Linked DNA regions of Mus musculus: region 1 is linked to region 2. The links are chromatin contacts, called in public Hi-C maps. All regions are on one chromosome and are shown on one strand. The core of a region is the stretch at or near the end of the contact, and the rest is flanking DNA. Distances in the headings are between cores, read along the strand shown.

Region 1 (4,138 bases), core at 318-2,817, 94 kb after region 2:
GAGAGCCGCGAACAGGAGGACATCTTCATGATGGAAGGCCTCCACGGCCGCCGCAAACTCACCCGAACAGGCACCACGGAGAAACGCCTGGCCCTCGTTCTCTCCTGGGCGATGCCCGACGATCAAGTGTGCCACATCGTGCCTGACCCGGCCCACGAGTTTCTCCTGTCTCCAGAAGTTGAAATTCCTGAGTGTGGTCTGCAGGTCCACTGGGACCTCTATCGGGTCCCCCTCTGTCCAGATTTCCAGGCCCACCAGCACCACCTCTGTGTTTATCCCCCTAGTGAAGCTGTTGGCCAGAGCAATGATGTCCATTACTGCCTGGACCGTCTCGTTGATGTTACTGCCCCACATCTGGAACCGCTGGTGGTTGACCACCACAAACATCTCCACATACTTGGTGTGTGACCACCAGTCAGTCAGAACCAGTAGGTCATCGGGCTTCCTGCTCCTTGGTGGATGGCTGGTGTCCCCAGGGCTGTCTTTGGGAGTGACACTGCAGGAGACCACAGGCTGATGCTCCATGGTGTAGAGGACATGTTCAAAGTTTTTGGAAGAGAGCATGGGCTCAATGCCATAGGATGTTTCCTCTTTAATCAAGACCCCCCTGAGGCCTGAACAGATGTTGACAGAAACAAAGGAGCCTGGCACCCCTTCCATGTAGCCTTCATAGTGGCAGTCCTGGGAGAGGAGAGGCATTTCTTGCCTCAGGATGCCATTGTGGTAACTGTAGACTGGGAAGTTATTCTCAGGGTAGTGTCCCTTTACCTCGAGGTGAAGCAGCTGCTTTTGGCCTTGCATCAATAGCATGTAGGACACCTTCCCTCCAGGGTCTTTCCCCCCCTTGCCTGGCAGTCTCTCAGGGATGACAGTTTCATAGGAAGAATTATATACAGATCCAATGTCACAGAACGTGCTCGGGAGAAAAATCAGTAGCACCAAAATCCCTACTCTGACAGATGGCACTAGTCTCAGTCCCAAGTTCCAGTGCAGTGCCGCCCAGATGTGAGGTGTTAGCTTAGCTTCTTTTAAGGCTATTCGCCTGATCTGTGGGGAAGACAGACTGGAGGCAAACCCTCTCCCCGCTGCTGCCACTGACATGGCTCCAACAAACTGCTGATGATGGAGGATCTCTGTCCATCAGCGGCAGTGCTCTCTGCTTTTCCCAGACCCAGGCACCCAGACCTGTGCCCGTGCCTTACTGGGGAGCTTCCCAAGAAACTGTGCGGTCTCAGGCTGTGTCTCTCTCCTTTCTTTCTCCTGGCCTTGGTGGATATGTGCAGCACAGGGGCTTCTTTCAAGTGGAGGAGCTTCAGTGTTGCTTAAGTTCCTTTGACATTCATGGAGATGAGCCCTGCATCTACAGTGGCTCAGCCGGTTCTGTGCTTGTCACATCATCTTTCCTCCTCCACAGGTCATGGGCCCCTGACATGTTAACCAGCTCATACTTTCAGACTCAACATTCTGCAGGGTTTCGGGGGAGGGGACAAAGTTCTCTGGGTTCTCTGAACAATTAAGAGTTCTCTGTTGTCCTGCCTCATTCCTCATTCTTACAGTGGTCATGCTGGATGGATAGCTAGTTCTCTTAGACTGCCTGATTCCTTTCACTGGTGTACACACACACGCACACGCACACGCACACACACACAGTATTTAGATGTTCTACTTTCCCGTATCCTTGTGTCTACCAAATAAATTTTGGCTTTAAGACATGATCCTTCTCTATGGAAATTTCTAAAGCATAAGTGTTACATGATCTTATTTTTACCACAGAACTATATTAGAGCCTAAAATCTAAGTTAGTTCTCCCAATGGTCTCACCATAAAAATGAAGACAGACTGGTGACTCTAGTTAAAGCAACAAAGAAAATGGAAGTGGGCTCTGGAAGAACTCTTAAGCCCGCACACTTGCTGACTGCAGTTGGCTTGCACTGCCCACCCAAGTCCGAAGCTTTAGTTTCACCTTAGTGTTCTTCCTGCATTTAGCATTATCCATTAGAAGGAAAACAGAAGTTGTGTGAACACATTCCTTCCCCCATTTCTTCATTTTCATGCATATATACTTTAACTAAATGAAACTGTCTTTTAGGTGGTATAAAAATAATTTTATGTTATAAGTGAAATATTTACAACCTAAATCATACGAGGTATAACACTTGGGATTGGAGATTCAGAAAGGTGGTACATTTCTGTAATCCCAACACCCAGGAGACAGAGACAAGAAGATCACAAGTTCAAGGCCCGCATGGTGTTTGTGTGAGTTCTGAGCCAGCGATCCATCCAAAGCAAGACCTTCTCTCAAAAAGCAAGGCCATCACCACCAAAAAAAAAAAAAAAAAGGAAGGAAGGAAGAAAAAAAATGGAATCAGATATTGGATGGCACCAAGAAAAAATATATATATTCTCTAATAACGGAAAAACATTCTAATATAGATATATAGATATGTACATATATATCTAGATATATATAGCTATATGTATTGTGTGTGTGTATTTGTGTGTGTATGTATGTGTGTGTGTGTGTGTGTGTATGTATATATATATATATATATATATATATACATGTATATATATATATATATATATATATATATATATATATATGAAAACTTGTGGCATCTCCCCTCAGCCAGTGATGCTTGCTTCCTATCAGACAGCATTAGCATTTAGCAGAAAATGCATATTCTCACTTCACAAACTCACTTGACAGTGGGAGGGAAAGTGAGGGTCCTCAGCCATCAGCCACTGAGTAATTCAAAACCTCTTCCAAGTACCTGTTCTGGAAATGACCAACGCTATTTATTCCTCTGCTTCCCTGTGTCAGAACTAACAAACATAACACAGGTTAAGGCATAAGACAAACCAAGAATCAATAATGGAAAAAACAGTCTACTTTTTAAACTTAAAAATATGTAATTAAAATGAAATACTTAATTTTCCAGTTCTCAGATTGAAACTCATTTTCTGTGGTAGGCAGGCAAGAAATTATCCAGGAATAGAAAGGTTTAACTTCCAGCTAGGGGTAGATTTTTGAATTATTAGCAAAAAAAACTGATTCATGTTAAAACATAACTTACTACTGACCTAGAAATACACAAACCAAATTATGCTCTGATTTAGTGTGCCTAACCAGGTGAGTGACGAGAGTCAGGACATCTCCAGGGGGGTTTTTACAGATATCCAACATAGTTCTCATCTGGACAAACAGAGATACAGACTTCATCATGGGGCAAGAAGAATGTAGCTGAAAGCTGCTGAGACATGCCATGCACAGGAAAAGGAAAAGTAGCCAGAAAATGTGTGTCCGTTTCAGCCGTTCTACACTTCACCGCAGTGAAGAGGGAAACACCCTAAGCTTTTACAAGACATCCAAAGTGACACGATTCTAAGATGAACGCTAGAGTTGGTGTGTCAGTGGTTTCTCTAAAGAGAAGACTAACAGCTAACTTGTCCCCAAGGAAACACTGGATTCCAACCCCAGGAAAGGCGCACTGGAGGTCAGCAGGCACAGGAGAGCAAGTGTGGCCTCCCTGATGACCTAGGGGACAGGATTTCACTGAAAACATGCCCTAATCCAATTCTCAGCTACAGTTTTCTGGCTGGAAATTTTGCTTAAGATTGGTTTTCCTCTGCTAAGTGAGTTCCTGCTATCCTGGACAGTAGCCCCACTTCTCATAACAGCACTACTCACCTAAGAGTAACAACCTGCCCGCCCCCTGTAATCCCCAACAACACTGCTGTTCTTATTTTATATCACAAGCATCCTTACTGCATGGTGGCATCCTTCTGACACCTACCTACACTTCAGGAGTTAGGAAGTCACAAAGCCCCAAGGAATCCTTTTGATTGACAAGGATTAAACAAAAGTGAATATCTGACAAAGGGCTTGTCTTACCTGTGTCCATTAGCTCCTCTGGGTGCCAACAAAGGCAACTACAGCTCTAAAAGCCCACCATGAGTAGAGGGACTGGCTGTGCCTGTATACACAACAGTTAACAAAAGGAAACAGCTACTATCTGGGCAATAATTCTATTTCCTGAGAATAAAAAATACTGATGAGCCGGGCGTGGTGGCGCATGCTTTTAATTCCAGCACTCGGGAGGCAGAGGCAGGCAGATTTCTGAGTTCGAGGCCAGCC
Region 2 (4,634 bases), core at 1,848-4,347:
TATTATTAAGGCTTATATTTGTCTTCAGTACTCCTGCTATTCCCATTTTCCTCTTACCTGCTTGTCATTTTTCTTCTTTAAAAAGCAAACAAGAGCTTCTTGTAGCAGTACTTGTTGAATAACTATTAAAACCAGGTGTGCTTTTCCCCTCCCAGGGCGCTCTTGTTTGAAGACAGAGTTGCAGTTCTCAGACTATTACTGCCTGCTCGCTGTTCATGTGCTCATTGATGTATGGAGAGAAGCAGGTAGGACATCTGTGTCAGCTCCTGAGCCTGCTGGACGTGGAGGCTCACACTGTGCAGACCGCACATCACTGTGCAGACCGCACATCACTGTGCACACCATGCACTGGGCCTTAGGCCTAGCTCTCCCTGCCTTCTGATGAGTGTGACCCAATCAGCAACTATCTGATTGGTTTCTAAATGTATTTGAATAACAAATAATCACTGTGAAACAGATCTAGAGTTAAAATAGAACCACACTGATTCAAAAGCAGATGGGCAACCCCACAGAACAAAAAAGCCCTTTTTATTTAGCTTAAAAAATATTAATAAGTGATTTTTTTAAAATTGTTTTTTGAGACAGGCACTCACTTTGTAGCCATGGCTCTGAAACTTGCTCTGTAGACCAGGCTGGCCTGAAACTCAGGGATGTACCTGCCTCTGCCTCCTGGGGGCTAGGATTAAAGATGGGGACCACTACAGCCCAGCTTCACATCCCCCCCCTTTTTTGAAGATTTACTTATTTCTCAATATGAGTGGTGTTTGTGCATGTATGCATTCATGACAGAATAGCCATCGGATCCCATTACAGATGGTTGTGAGCCACCATGTGGGTGCTGGGAATTGAACTCAGGACCTGTGGAAGAGCAGCCGGTGCTCTTAACCTCTGAGTCATCTCTCTAGCCTCCAGCTTCCTTTTTTTAAAATAACATTTTGTATGTTTGTGTATATGTGTGTGGATACATGTGCCATCACTCATGAGTTACAAAGATCACTATGTGGGACCCAGGGCTCAGACTCAACTGCAGGCTTTGGTGGCAAGTACCTTTATGTGCTGAACCACCTCTCTGTTCCTAATAGCAGTTTTTTTCTTTTAAGTATCATATGTGATATTTTTAGTACAGTTACATATGGAATAAAATGATAATAGCTTGTAGGGTCTGTCTTGTGGTTAAAGCCCTTCAGGGGGAAGGCTAGCTAACATCCTCTTGTTCTACATCCTGGATTACTTTTGCACAGCTCTATTTAAGCACTGATGTAACTACTTGAGGACTTTGTATTTAGGGGAATTTCCTCTTTTTTTTTTTTTTTAAGGTTTATTTATTTATTATATGTAAGTACACTGTAGCTGTCTTCAGACACTCCAGAAGAGGGAGTCAGATCTCATTATGGATGGTTGTGAGCCACCATGTGGTTGCTGGGATTTGAACTCGGGACCGACTCTGTAGTCGGTGTTCTTAACCACTGAGCCATCTCTCCAGCCCGGAATTCCCTCTTTTGATCCCAAGTCTGTATCTAAAATTTTTATGCATCCAAACTCATTCATGATTCATTGTTGTTAGGAAATTCCGTGCTCTTAAAGCTGAGTGGATAATGTGTTTTGATTCCAGGTGAGGAGACTGCGGTCTGGCAGGCCCTGACTCTGCTGGAAGAAGGCTTAACCCACAGCCCATCCAATGCTCAGTTCAAATTGCTACTTGTTCGGATCTACTGCGTGCTGGGTGCATTTGAACCAGTGGTGGATCTCTACTCCAGTCTCGATGCTAAGCACATCCAGCACGACACCATTGGGTTGGTAGTATACACTCTGAGTACCGAGCAGGCAGCTGCATGGAGCCTAGGAAGGCATTGGGTTGGTAGCATACACTCTGAGAACCGAGCAGGCAGTTTCGTCGAGCCTAGGAAGGTCACTCGTGTAGACTGTAGCAGCGCAGGGCTCCAAACATTAGCCAGAGCGCAAGGGTTTGTATCTCCGACTGCTTTAATTATAATGGTCAGTTGCTTTCCCCAGAGATAGTGCCAGCCATTGTTTGAGGCATGCTTGTGCTCTTTTGCTGTGTGTATCCTTCAGACTATCTTCTGTGAGCTATTGCCACTGACCCAAGACTTCATTTTGAGTTTGAGTTTGGGCTATGTTATGTAGTTATTCGAATTTAGGAAGAGAATATGGTGTTCATTCTTGTTATTATCAAGGTGTAAAGAAAGAGCTCTCTTGATTTTCTTTTAATTTGATCCCATGAGCAGGATCATTCTGGCAGGGGTTTTGGGGGTTTTTTGGCCTGCTTTCTCTTCGCCATAGTAACTTGATGCCTAGTATTCGACAGTAGAGGGAAGTAACTGATGTTTTCTCTGTTCTTCCTCCCTAGCTATCTTCTGACCCGATATGCTGCATCCCTGGGTCAGTATGCTGCTGCCTCCCAGTCCTGTAACTTTGCACTCAGGTTTTTCCACTCCAACCAGAAAGATGTAAGTGAAACCCACTGGTATCATGGCTTGCTGCTGACTGCCTGGTGTAGAGTGCACCGCCTAGGGTCACAACACAGAGTCCCCGGCGCCTGGCTCTTTAGCTGGCAGGTGCCCGTAGACCACTAGGGAGAGGTATTGAATTTGCTCAGTGCTCATGTCTATAATTGAATCCTTAGAAATGTCCGTTTCTAACGGGACACTAACAGACTGAGACATCTCACGTCCCTCAGCTTTGCGTTTCACATGCTATCCAGGGACTTTCCAAGATTTCCAATCTTGGAGCAAGGGGCTCTAAGTTTGGTCCAATAGCATCCCCTACTGCATTTAAGGGCCAGTTTGTTAGAGCTGCCCAGGGCAGAGTCTAGGAGGGTCTGCATGTAGTCATCCCTGCTGCTCCCTGGGCCCACGTGGTTAAAGTTCTTTCAGGAATCCACATGGTCTCAGTTGATGGTCTTGCAAAACTGGAGCAACACCAGGAGCTAGTGTGCAGAGACGGCGAGTCTTTAGAGTGGCCACTACTGCTGTTCTTCTTGTGTGTGGCTAAGCCTCACTTCTTAGAGTTGGGCCATGCCTGGCTTAGCCAGTAGCTTCCTAGTTTCCTGGTCTCTCAGCATCATTGAGCTTGGTGAGGAAGTTGCCATCTGTGACTCATCTTGACAAATACTCTTGAGTCTTGAGGTCTTTCCTTTAAAGTCTGTCTTCCACGTGCTTCTTGAGAGATGTGTTAAAGAATAAAGAAGCAGGGCAGACAGATGTCTGAGCAGTGTGTGTTCTGCACCATAGGTGCGAAGCAGCTGAGGATAGCTTTGATCCTAGAGAAGGCTGGCCTCTGCCTCAGCCCACTCCATCAGCTATCTGTCTGCTTATCCTGTGGGGACCTTCTCCCTGATGACAGAGAAACCTGTGACCACACAGCACATTGAGGAATGTGTGCTTGCCATCTCTTTCTGAGGGATTTACTAACTTAAGAATTGCTTCCTCATCTTTCATTATTCTCACTCTTCTGTATTTATAAGGAAGAGGTTAAAGACATTTAATTTATTGAAGACTCTTAAAATTTGAGACAGGGTCTTGCAATGTAGGTGAGGCTAGCCCCAAGTGCTCTGTCTTCTTGCCTGGCCTCAGAGGAATCAATGTTTTGCTATGTTGCCTGTGGCAGGAATCACTAATGTAGCTAAATGTACATGATGCTGAGCCTGATAAATTACCAGTTTACTAGTCAGGGAATAGTAATCCTCTCCTTGAGTTTAGCTGGGGCTACTTTAACCATTCTCAAGTACACCATCTGTGAGGACCAGAGGCAGTGCTGATGCCCATATCTATAGTAAGGAAATGGAGCCCTGTGCCTGTTGGGGTAGCCTAGTCTTCTGCAACTTTCACTTGTTCTGGGGGTCCCTGGATGCTTCTTCCCTTGGGCTACTAATTTATTTCGCTTCCTAATTAGTTCTTTAACAAAGCACTTCTTAAATAGGCAGTCTGCTGTTGTTAGGTGGCTCCGTGCTATGGGGTTCAGTTACCCTTGGATGGTCCTGCTGTCTTGTTAGGTGTCACTGTTAGGTCTTCCCATTGCCAAAAGTCAGCTAGTTTTAAATGCTCCCTTTTGGGGGACAGAGACATAGGACAGTGGTTAAGAGCATACTGGGTTTGCAGAGGGCCTGAGTCTACGTCTGGTGGATCGGGACCATTTGTACCTCCAGGTCCAGGGGATCCACCCAAACATACATTGGATAAATACAAATAATAAGGGTATTTGAAATTTTTTTCTTTGAAATCTTTATTTTAGATATTCATATTAGTCATCATTTAAGGTCTGATACCTGTGTGTTTTGCTAATTTTCATAGCACTCAGGGTTCATTTTTAGGGATTCTTCTGGTGTCTGACCGGGAGTAGGTGTGGATGCATGCTCTGGCAGTAGTCTTTAGAGTGCTTATGGCCGCTTGTTTGGCTGTGTCCCATGAGGCGCCAGGCTTCAGCAGGGATGTTCTCAGCCTTCTGCTACTGCTCCCTGGGCCCTTGGCTAGCCCTGCAGAGCCACTGTAATGTGGCATTTGAAGAGGACTATCTCAGGCAGATGCACAAAAACTGCAGCCACTCCTGGTGTGTTGAGACTGTATTTTTCTCCTGGTTGTCCCTTGTTTCTGTCATGTAAAAGCTGTTGTCTGTTT

What was found. A called contact is a pair of places that touch in the nucleus more often than the background predicts.
Region 1: a contact with region 2 is called in a Hi-C map of bone marrow-derived macrophages, with 32 read pairs. The contact joins the promoter of Adam1a here to the enhancer-like site in region 2. A contact is called at or near these places in 4 of 39 promoter capture datasets (the 3T3-L1 cell line, the C10 cell line, Sertoli cells and 1 more), 5 of 484 Hi-C or Micro-C datasets (bone marrow-derived macrophages, epiblasts, nephron progenitors and 2 more), 1 of 115 datasets of contacts at active chromatin or transcription factors (embryonic stem cells) and 4 of 9 other capture datasets (adipose tissue, embryonic stem cells, liver and 1 more).

What each region holds. Positions count from the first base shown.
Region 1 is chr5:121,520,128-121,524,265 of GRCm38.p6, forward strand. It overlaps Adam1a (a disintegrin and metallopeptidase domain 1a), which reads right to left and starts at 1,568. Exons shown (of 1, transcript NM_172126.2): 1 at 1-1,568. The coding sequence starts at 1,101.
Region 2 is chr5:121,424,359-121,428,992 of GRCm38.p6, forward strand. It overlaps Naa25 (N(alpha)-acetyltransferase 25, NatB auxiliary subunit), which reads left to right. Exons shown (of 24, transcript NM_172722.4): 13 at 156-245; 14 at 1,613-1,793; 15 at 2,369-2,468. Among named protein-coding and RNA genes, the nearest start is that of Erp29, 26 kb to the right of the region's middle. Within about 2 kb of position 3,098, at least 10 of the 459 cell types and tissues checked have an H3K27ac peak or open chromatin away from gene starts, as enhancers often do. A contact at or near this core is called in bone marrow-derived macrophages, where this site is marked.